Regions from separate parts of the Mus musculus genome. Here regions 1 and 2 are each linked to region 3. The links are chromatin contacts, called in public HiChIP or PLAC-seq and promoter capture Hi-C maps. All regions are on one chromosome and are shown on one strand. Each heading gives the region's core, a stretch centred on a gene start, on an enhancer-like site or on the middle of the called end of the contact. The rest is flanking DNA. Distances are from core to core; before and after follow the strand shown. Region 1 holds the start of Col5a2 (collagen, type V, alpha 2). Region 2 has its middle 47 kb from the start of Col3a1. Region 3 holds the start of Gulp1 (GULP, engulfment adaptor PTB domain containing 1).

Region 1 (2,700 bases), core at 20-2,519, 950 kb after region 3:
CAAGCAAGATATGCCTTAAAAGAAAAGAAAATAGAAGGAACGGGGGAAGAGAAGAAGAAAGGGAGAAAGGAAGGGTCTAAGGGGAAAGTCCTTCTTAATACTCTGTTCCAAGTAGAATTTCCTGCCTTCATCCATCCACCCAGGAACCATGCTGTCCTGATAATCAAGTCAGTAGGGTGGGAAAGCACAGAAATTTAAGAAATCTGGTTTCTATCAGAGTCTGTCATGGAGAAATAAACTTGACTCCCTCTCTGTAGGCAAACCCGATTTTAAGATCAGAGATGAAAACTTTAGGAGGGGAGGATAAAGAGCAAAGACAAAGGAAATTCCGAACTATCGGATTTGCCTGCTGGAGAGGTTTTTCTAAACAAAGACTTTCATGAAGCTGCTGAAGTTCACACAGGAAAGACTCCACCCTGCCCAGCTTCTGCTGCAGCGGCTTTCCCTGCTTGGAAAGCGCCTGCCCACAGGACAGACCTCTAACTAAAAGTGCCTCCGGGGCTCCGTTTTAAGCACTCTTGTTTTCTTTTAAACGTCCCACTCTTACATTCCGGCAAAAAAAAAAAAAAAAGACTGGTGATATCCTGGCTCTTACAGGATGTCAGAAGCCCACTTTTTGCCAGGGCACGCACAGAAGCTCCGGATTTGCAAATGTGCCTAGTCTCCAGAGCCAAGCTACAAATCCTAGAGCCCCCTTCTCAAACTTCAAACCAGAGTCTTCTCTTTATCCTCTTCCTGAAGCTTAACATTCCATCTAGTTCCCAAACCAAGCCATAAACACCATAAGCAAAGCAAAAGGCAAACTCACCATTCTCTTGTTCCTGGGCTTTTATTGAGACACAGTACCCTAATAAAACAGAAAGAATGAGGAGAGGTCTTGCTCCCACCCAGTTTGCCATCATGTCTAAATATGAGACATGTGGGTCCTCCTGGGATCGAAGAGTAGATACTGAGGTCACTGTAGCACCATGAATTCCGCTGGGGGCTCTTTTTCAGCACCAGTCCCCGCGCTGCCTCAGTCTGTTTCAGCACCAGGTCCGGCACAGTCTGCGAAAACTTTTTTCAAGCGGTGCAGCTTTAAATAGGAAGAATGCTGCCTCCACTTCTTTTCCTGCCCCTTTCAGCTTGTTCAGGCTCATAACCATCCAGTGTCTGCCAAGCAACCGTCTGATTGATGGTAAACAACCAAATCAGAGCGCGCGCCTCTGCGACTTGAGTTTTCAGTGCTTCTTGTAGATTTTAAGCACAGAGGAAGCTTCTCAACAGAGACAAACTTTTATTTCTCCTTCTGTTTGAGTGTGTGTGTGTTTTCTTTTCTTCTTTTTTTAAAGAAAGCCTATTAGAAGGAGTCTGATCCACCCTCCCCAACCCTTCCCCAGACACACACCCACTGACTTTTTCCAGAGACACTAAAAAAACTTTAGGGAGGATTACAGCCTTTTAGTGGATTTTTTTTTCTTTTGCACTTAAATAATTCAGAATTCTCTTTGCCACTTAAGCCTTTAAAACGTCACTTTTTTAACCCTTTCTTTTGGCAATGGAGGAAGGATTCTTGTCCCAATTTTCATCCTCCTCCCTCTCCTATGCTCTGAGAAGATTGTGGAAGAAAGGAGGCAGAATATGGCCAATACAAAATGAACTTGAGATACTTTACATTGAGTTATTTCCACATCTTTTTAGTAGGCACATCTATACGTTCTCCTCGTCACAGAGCATGCTATTGTGTTAAAAAACAAATATGTTCACTAAGCTTGTGGAGGGAGGAAAACACACTGGTTTAAGTCTCAGAAAGGGTAGGTTCCAATATCAGATCTGCCAACTCACCAATTTTGTGAATTTATACATAGTCCTTAACTGTCCAAATTTTTTTGTTGTTGTTGTTAGAAAAGGGGCTTTGGCCTGACCAGTGTGCAGGATCTGGTGACACTAAACTGAGCAATATGCTGTTAACTAGATTCTAAATTACAAAGAGCTACATAAAAGTGAATGATGCTGTTATGAACCCCACACCAGCTTTCCACGGAATGTGGTAGTCCTAGCTGCATATTTCTGTAAAGAGCAAGGCATTAACTTTGTGTGCTACTCAAGCTTGACAGATTTAAACGCCCTCAGTGTTTTTGACAGTCTAATTCATTTGATAGTGTGCGTTCTGGGGGATCTGGATCAAGCCCCACATAACATGTCATGTGTGACTCAATTGTTCATAGTTACTCAGCACTGAACAGGTGCTCTGAGACACACTGAATAGAGGAAGGATTATGGCAGACTAGAAACAAAGTCAGCATCCATCACCTTTAAGGAACATGTGTATGCAAATGCTGAAAAAATATATCTACGTGAAACAAAAAAATACAAACAATATATACAGCTATGTGTGGAATTAACTAAACCCCAAATAAATGCAAAGAAAAGGGATAGTATAAATTAAAATAGGTATATGAGGCTTCATTTACTATTTAATTTCCTTAATAAAGAAATCCAAGATGCTTTAAATTGAGAGGTGGAACTAAACTCTGGAGAAGTTCCAAAAACAACTTTCTAGCCCTGTATCATTGAAAATAACTTGTCACCAAGACCTGCCTTTGTTTAGTGAATTCGTTCACCAACACACTGCTGTTCCCATGGCTGTCTTGCTCATACTTAATGAATGGGCTAAATAAGGAACAAAAATCAAATTTCTTCTAATTCTTTGAATAATAG
Region 2 (2,700 bases), core at 13-2,512, 810 kb after region 3:
TGCCTGCTAAGGCAATCCTCTGGTACATATCTAGCTGGAGCCATAGATCCTCCCATGTGTACTCTTTGGTTGGTAGTTTAGTCCCTGGGAGCTTTGCAGGAACTGGTTGGTTGATATTGTTGATCTTCCTATAGGGTCACAAACCACTTCAGCTCCTACAGTCCTTGCCCTAACTTCTCCATTGGGGTTCTGCACTGCATACATATATGTTTGACTGCATACATCCACATCTGTGTTAGTCAGTCTCTGGCAGAGCCTCTCGGGGACAGCTATACCAGTCTCCTGTCAGTAAGCACTTATTGGCATCAGCAGTAGTGTCTGGGTTTGGTGCCAGCAGATGGGATGGATCCCTAGGTGGGGCAGTCTCTGGATGGCCTTTCCTTTAGGTTCTACTTCACTCCCTGGATTTCCTTTTGACAGGAGGAATTCATATTAATATTTTTGAGGTAGGTAGGTGGCCCATTCCTCAACTGGGAGCTGTGCCTACCCATTAGATATGGTCTCTACAGGTTCTCTCTCCACTTTGTTGGGTATTTCAGCTAATGTCTTCCTGTTGGGTCCTGGGAACCTCTTGGGTCCCTGGCATCTGAGACTTTCTAGTGGCTAACCAGAGTTTCCCCACTGCTACACACCTACTTTGAAATTCCTGACCTTCTGTACTACTCCTATATTTCCTCACATACCTGAACTGCTCCCTCACTTATTAGTGAGTACTATGAGCATAGTGAAGCAGGTGTCCTTGTTATATGTTGAAGCATCTTCTGGGTATATGCCCAGGAGTGGTATATCTGGGTCCTTAGGAAGAACTATTTCCACTTTTCTGAGGAATGTCCAAACTGAGTGCTTGTACCAGCTTGCAATCTCACCAGCAATGAAGAAGTGTTCCTCTTTCACCATATCCTGATCTGTTACCTGAGTTTTTGATCTTAGGCATTCTGACTGGTATAATGTGGAATCTCAGTGTAAGCTGCCTGCGGCCACACTAACTGGGTTCCTGAGTGGGGTGCCGGAGCTGTATGGAAGGAAACAGCGAGAGAAATTATGGAGGCCAAGACATGTTTCAAGGCCCCCAAGTTTACTAAGAGTCTGTGCTTATAAAGGGGTGGAGGCCCATCCCCCACCAATCCATTCTTGATGCCTGTTGCCAGCATGTAGGAGATCTGCTGGATGCTGTCTCTGGAATATCTCAAGGGCCTCTCAGCAGGTAGCAGTGTCTTGGAGAAGAGCAGCAGCAGTTAACAGAACAATAGAGCCATCTAAATGGAAAGACTCCACCCCAGGTGGTCTCATACTCACTGGCAGCAAGGTCAAAGCCAGCTTACTCAAAGCTGGGGGAGGCTAAATTTCAGGTTTGTTTTGATTTATATTTCCCTGATGACTAAGGATGTTGAACATTTCTTTTTGTGCTTCTCGGCCATTCAAAATTCCTCAGTTGAGAATTTTCTGTTTAGTTCTGTGTCCCCACCTATGACTGTTCCACATTCCATACCTCCTCTCTGCCCCCTGTCTCCATGAGGATGTCCCACTCCCACCCCCCACCCCACCAGACCTTTAAACTCCCTTGGACATCTAGTCTCTTAAGGGTTAGGTGCATCTTCTCTGACTAAACACAGACCTGGCAGTCTTCTGCTGTTTATGTGTTGGAGAACTCATATCAGTTGGTTTATGTTACCTGGTTGGTGTTCCAGTATTTGAGAGATCTCCAGGGTACAGGTTAATTGAGACTGCTGGTCCTCCTGCAGGGTCACCCTCCTCCTCAGCTTCTTCCAGCTTTTTGCTAATTCAATCACAGGGTCAGGAGCTTCTGTCCATTGGTTGGGTGCAAATATGTGCATCTGACTCTTTCAGCTGTTTGTTGGGTCTTTCAGCAGGCAATAATGATAGGTCCCTTTTTGTGAGTGTTCCATAGCCTCCAAAATAGTGTCAGGTCTTGGGGCCTCCCCTTGAGCTGGATCCCACTTTGGGCCTGTCACTGGACCTTCTTTTGCTCAGGCTCCTCTCCATTTCCATTCCTGCAGTTCTTTCAGACAGGAACAATTATGGGTCAGAGTTTCGACTGTGGGATGACAACTGCATTCCTCACTTGATGTCCTGTCTGGAGGTGAGCTCTACAAATTCCCTCTCCCCACTGTAAGTCATTTCATCTAAGGACCCTCACATTGAGTCCTGAGAGGCTCTCACCTCCCAGGTCTCTAGTATATTCTGGAGGATCCTCCCCCAAACCTTGTATCTCCCGAGGTTGCATGTTTTCATTCTTTCTGTTGGCCCTCAGGGATTTCAGTCCTTTCTCCCCATCCAATAACCTATCATGTTCCCCTCTCAACACCCTGATCTCCTCTCCCTCCTAGCTCACTCCCTCCCCCCTTTTGGTTGCTTTCTTCTCGATCCCAAGTGGGACTGAGTCATTCTCCTTGGGCCCTTCAGCTTGTTGAAGTTTTTGAGTTCTGTGGGCTGTATTTTGGGTATTTGGCACTTTTTTTTTTTTTGGCTCATATCAACTTCTTAGTGAGCACATACCATGCATGTCTTTTTTGGTCTGAGTTATCTCACTCAGGATGATATTTTCTAATTCCGTCCGTTTGCCTGCAAAACTCAGGATGTCCTCATTCTTTTTTATTATTATTATTGGATATTATCTTTATTTACATTTCAAATGTTATCTCCTTTCCTGGTACCCCCGGTACACCCCTCCCCCCAGAA
Region 3 (2,700 bases), core at 200-2,699:
GTGTTGGAGTAGGGGGATGTAGGGTTGTGGGTCCCAAGTCCACTCCACTACAGGGCACCGGCGCTTGGGAATCTTGACAGGACTTACCCCACACTGTCCCTGGGTGGGTGTTGGGCTGCAGGGAAGCCACGGGACTCTGCTCCGGGGGTGGGGAAGCACAGCCTGAGGTGCAGGACAGCCAGAGCTGGCTTGGAGCTCCCCAGGCCTGTGATAAGACCTGGTCTTCTGGTTCTCAGGCTCTTGGACATCCAGGTGCGGCTGGAAGCTGAGGAAGAGCTGAAAGCAGAGTGGGGGCCCGAGGGTTGGATCTAGCCCAGGGCCAGGGTGGGGGAAAGAAGGGAGGAGCTCTGGCTGGTCTCAGGGGAGAGTCCTTGGCTTGAGTTTAGCTTGGGCTTGGGTCCTGGCTGGGAGCACAGAGAGGCCTTCTATGGAAGATTACACAGTGGCTCTGTAGACAAAGGTCATCTCCGTGTCTCCCTGCGGCAGATCCTGAAGAAAAGAGGCAGTCCTTGGTTTTAAGGCATTTATTGTCATGGCAGAAAGTGGATGTGTAAAACCATACCCCCCTTCTCAGGGTGGGCCTGAGATTAAATACCTTTTACAGGGAGAGTACCTCATTAAAATAGAGATTAGATTTGAGCCTATGTGACCACAGGTCATATCCTCTACCTGTGGAGGGGCTTGGGGAGTTGCGCTTATGTAACTGATGACCACAAATCTATGGAGGATGGAGGTGGGGCTACAGCTAGTGACAGAGGCCTGGTGTCCAGGAGCAGGCAAAAACTCCTACTGTCCCTTCATGGTCTCCTGGGCATTTAGCCTTAGCTCAACCAGGGACCAGCTACCTTTCACCGCCCCACGGGGGGGAGGGGTAACGTGCAAAGATTCAGACAGAGTTTAAAAGAGAAAGAAAGAAAGAAAGAAAGAAAGAAAGAAAGAAAGGAAGGAAGAAAGAAAGAAAGAAAGAAGAGAAGAGAAGAGAAGAGAAGAGAAGAGAAGAGAAGAGAAGAGAAGAGAAGAAAAGAAAAAAGAAAAGAAAAAGTCTAGTCCCTGCAGCTGCGTTTCACGAGGCTGTGGAGAGCCCTCCTCACTTATATTTATGCCCTTTCTGTGTCACTTTCTTTTTTGTTAAACCTCAGAGGTGTTTTAAATTCTTACCAAACAGCATCTGTGGGAGGAGGTTTAAAAGGAAACCTGGAGCTGTGGAAGTGGGGCGGGGCCGGTGTTTTCTCTCCGTCTGAAATAAGAATGGACAGCTTCTTCTGGAAACCGGTTTCTTTCTGTCTTACTCCCTAACCTCTCCAGGTCTGCCTTTAAAAGCAGGACAGTTCTGCATTACTGCAGAAAACCCCACCAGCGTCCCTAGTGCGCACACAGAGCCGGAGTTTTCTTCTGGCCGAGAGGGGGAGCCCGGCGATCCTAGCCCTCAGCAACCGGGAGTCCCGACCCAGCCCCTGCCGTCGCCAGCACCAGTTTGGGCTTCAGCGGATTAGAAGGAGGGAGAGGACCAGAGCCCTAGGGTCCGGAGCCCAGTGCCTTTCGAACCTGCACAAAGTTTTCCTGTGGGATACGAACACGCGATCGTGGGCCACGGTTCCCGGAGCTCCTGTGCCTGCCCCAGCCCTGCGACCGCATCCCTCTACAAGCCAGGGTAGGAAGCGGGAGCGTCTCTGGTCCGGCCAGCTATGGCCAGGTGGCGCGGAACCAGGAACAGACCCCGAGAGGAAAGCGCAGTTAGCAGGAGGGTGAGGAGGGCACCGGGCTGCGACCGCTTATAGGTTGCGCAGATTCCGACCCCGAGGGCACAGGGAGTCTGTGGGCACTGAAAGAGGGACCTGTTGCTGCAGGCGGGGGCAGTGAGGGAGGAAGATGGGGCCACCCAGGGACGCCAGCCCTGTGCCTTCCCGCCGCATCCTCCCCTCGACCCAAGGAGGAACTTCTGGGCGAGGTGGGGGCTAGCAGGCGTCGGGAGCAAGCGGTGGGGGGACGCTGGACCATCCCGCCCGCTGCGGGTGCATGGAACAGAGGCTGCTCAGCAAAAGGAGGCATCGCTGGGTCAACTAGGCGACCCGAGAGCCAACTTCCTCCAGCTTGGTCTCGCTTTGTTTGGGTCGCTGTAAAAATGTGGGCAGCGGCAGGGGAGGCGGCAAGGAGCTTGTGACTGGGCCGCAGATACTTTAAAGCCCTACGTGGGTAGGGCCCCCACTCTCGGGCGGTGTCCATGCGGCTGCCCTTTGGCTAGGCCGGTCAGATCCCCGCTTCTGCGGGCGTTATGTTAGTGGGACTCAGCTTGCCAAGCTTGCTTGCTCTGGTCCACCTCCTGGTGGTGGCCCAACTGGCTCTCTATCCTGGGGCTGCTGGGCTGATTTCCCTGTTTGCAGGAGGGAACTCTGGGCAGTCTAGTTTTCTTGGAATGTGTTTACAATGTAGAATGGGACTTGAACAGGAAGCTGAACGCTGCAGCTAGAAATAGCGTGCCAAGGTAGAGTGAGGGAGATACAGCTGCTGTTGGGGAAACTCTCAAGTGTGGGCTGGCAGTCAAGGAACACCCCTACCTCACCCCGACACACACACACACACACACACACACACGCACACGCACACACACACACACAGCGTCTTAGTTTTTCTTGATGGAGCTTGTCTTTGTTAATAGACATTTACGTGCGATATTTCAGTCTGTTTGACAACATAATATCA

The links. Promoter capture Hi-C pulls out the DNA fragments that hold promoters and counts their contacts. HiChIP or PLAC-seq counts read pairs in DNA pulled down with a chosen protein or histone mark.
Region 1: a promoter capture Hi-C map of hippocampal neurons shows a contact between it and region 3, with 6 times the contacts expected there. The contact joins the promoter of Col5a2 here to the promoter of Gulp1 in region 3. A contact is called at or near these places in 8 of 39 promoter capture datasets (the 3T3-L1 cell line, 3T3-L1-derived adipocytes, cranial neural crest and 4 more), 2 of 115 datasets of contacts at active chromatin or transcription factors (astrocytes and fibro-adipogenic progenitors) and 1 of 9 other capture datasets (adipose tissue).
Region 2: an H3K27ac HiChIP or PLAC-seq map of embryonic stem cells shows a contact between it and region 3, with 4 times the contacts expected there. The contact joins the enhancer-like site here to the promoter of Gulp1 in region 3. A contact is called at or near these places in 5 of 39 promoter capture datasets (3T3-L1-derived adipocytes, the HPC-7 cell line, cranial neural crest and 2 more), 3 of 115 datasets of contacts at active chromatin or transcription factors (embryonic stem cells and stem cell-derived neural progenitor cells) and 1 of 9 other capture datasets (embryonic stem cells).

Annotation. Positions count from the first base shown.
Region 1 is chr1:45,502,013-45,504,712 of GRCm38.p6, forward strand. Col5a2 (collagen, type V, alpha 2) reads right to left here and starts at 1,270. Exons shown (of 54, transcript NM_007737.2): 1 at 809-1,270. The coding sequence starts at 902.
Region 2 is chr1:45,356,984-45,359,683 of GRCm38.p6, forward strand. No RefSeq gene overlaps it. Among named protein-coding and RNA genes, the nearest start is that of Col3a1, 47 kb to the left of the region's middle. Within about 2 kb of position 1,263, at least 11 of the 459 cell types and tissues checked have an H3K27ac peak or open chromatin away from gene starts, as enhancers often do. A contact at or near this core is called in embryonic stem cells, where this site is marked.
Region 3 is chr1:44,550,222-44,552,921 of GRCm38.p6, forward strand. Gulp1 (GULP, engulfment adaptor PTB domain containing 1) reads left to right here and starts at 1,450. Exons shown (of 11, transcript NM_028450.3): 1 at 1,450-1,651. Gm39635 (a long non-coding RNA gene) reads right to left here and starts at 1,236. Exons shown (of 3, transcript XR_865406.1): 1 at 1,159-1,236; 2 at 88-489.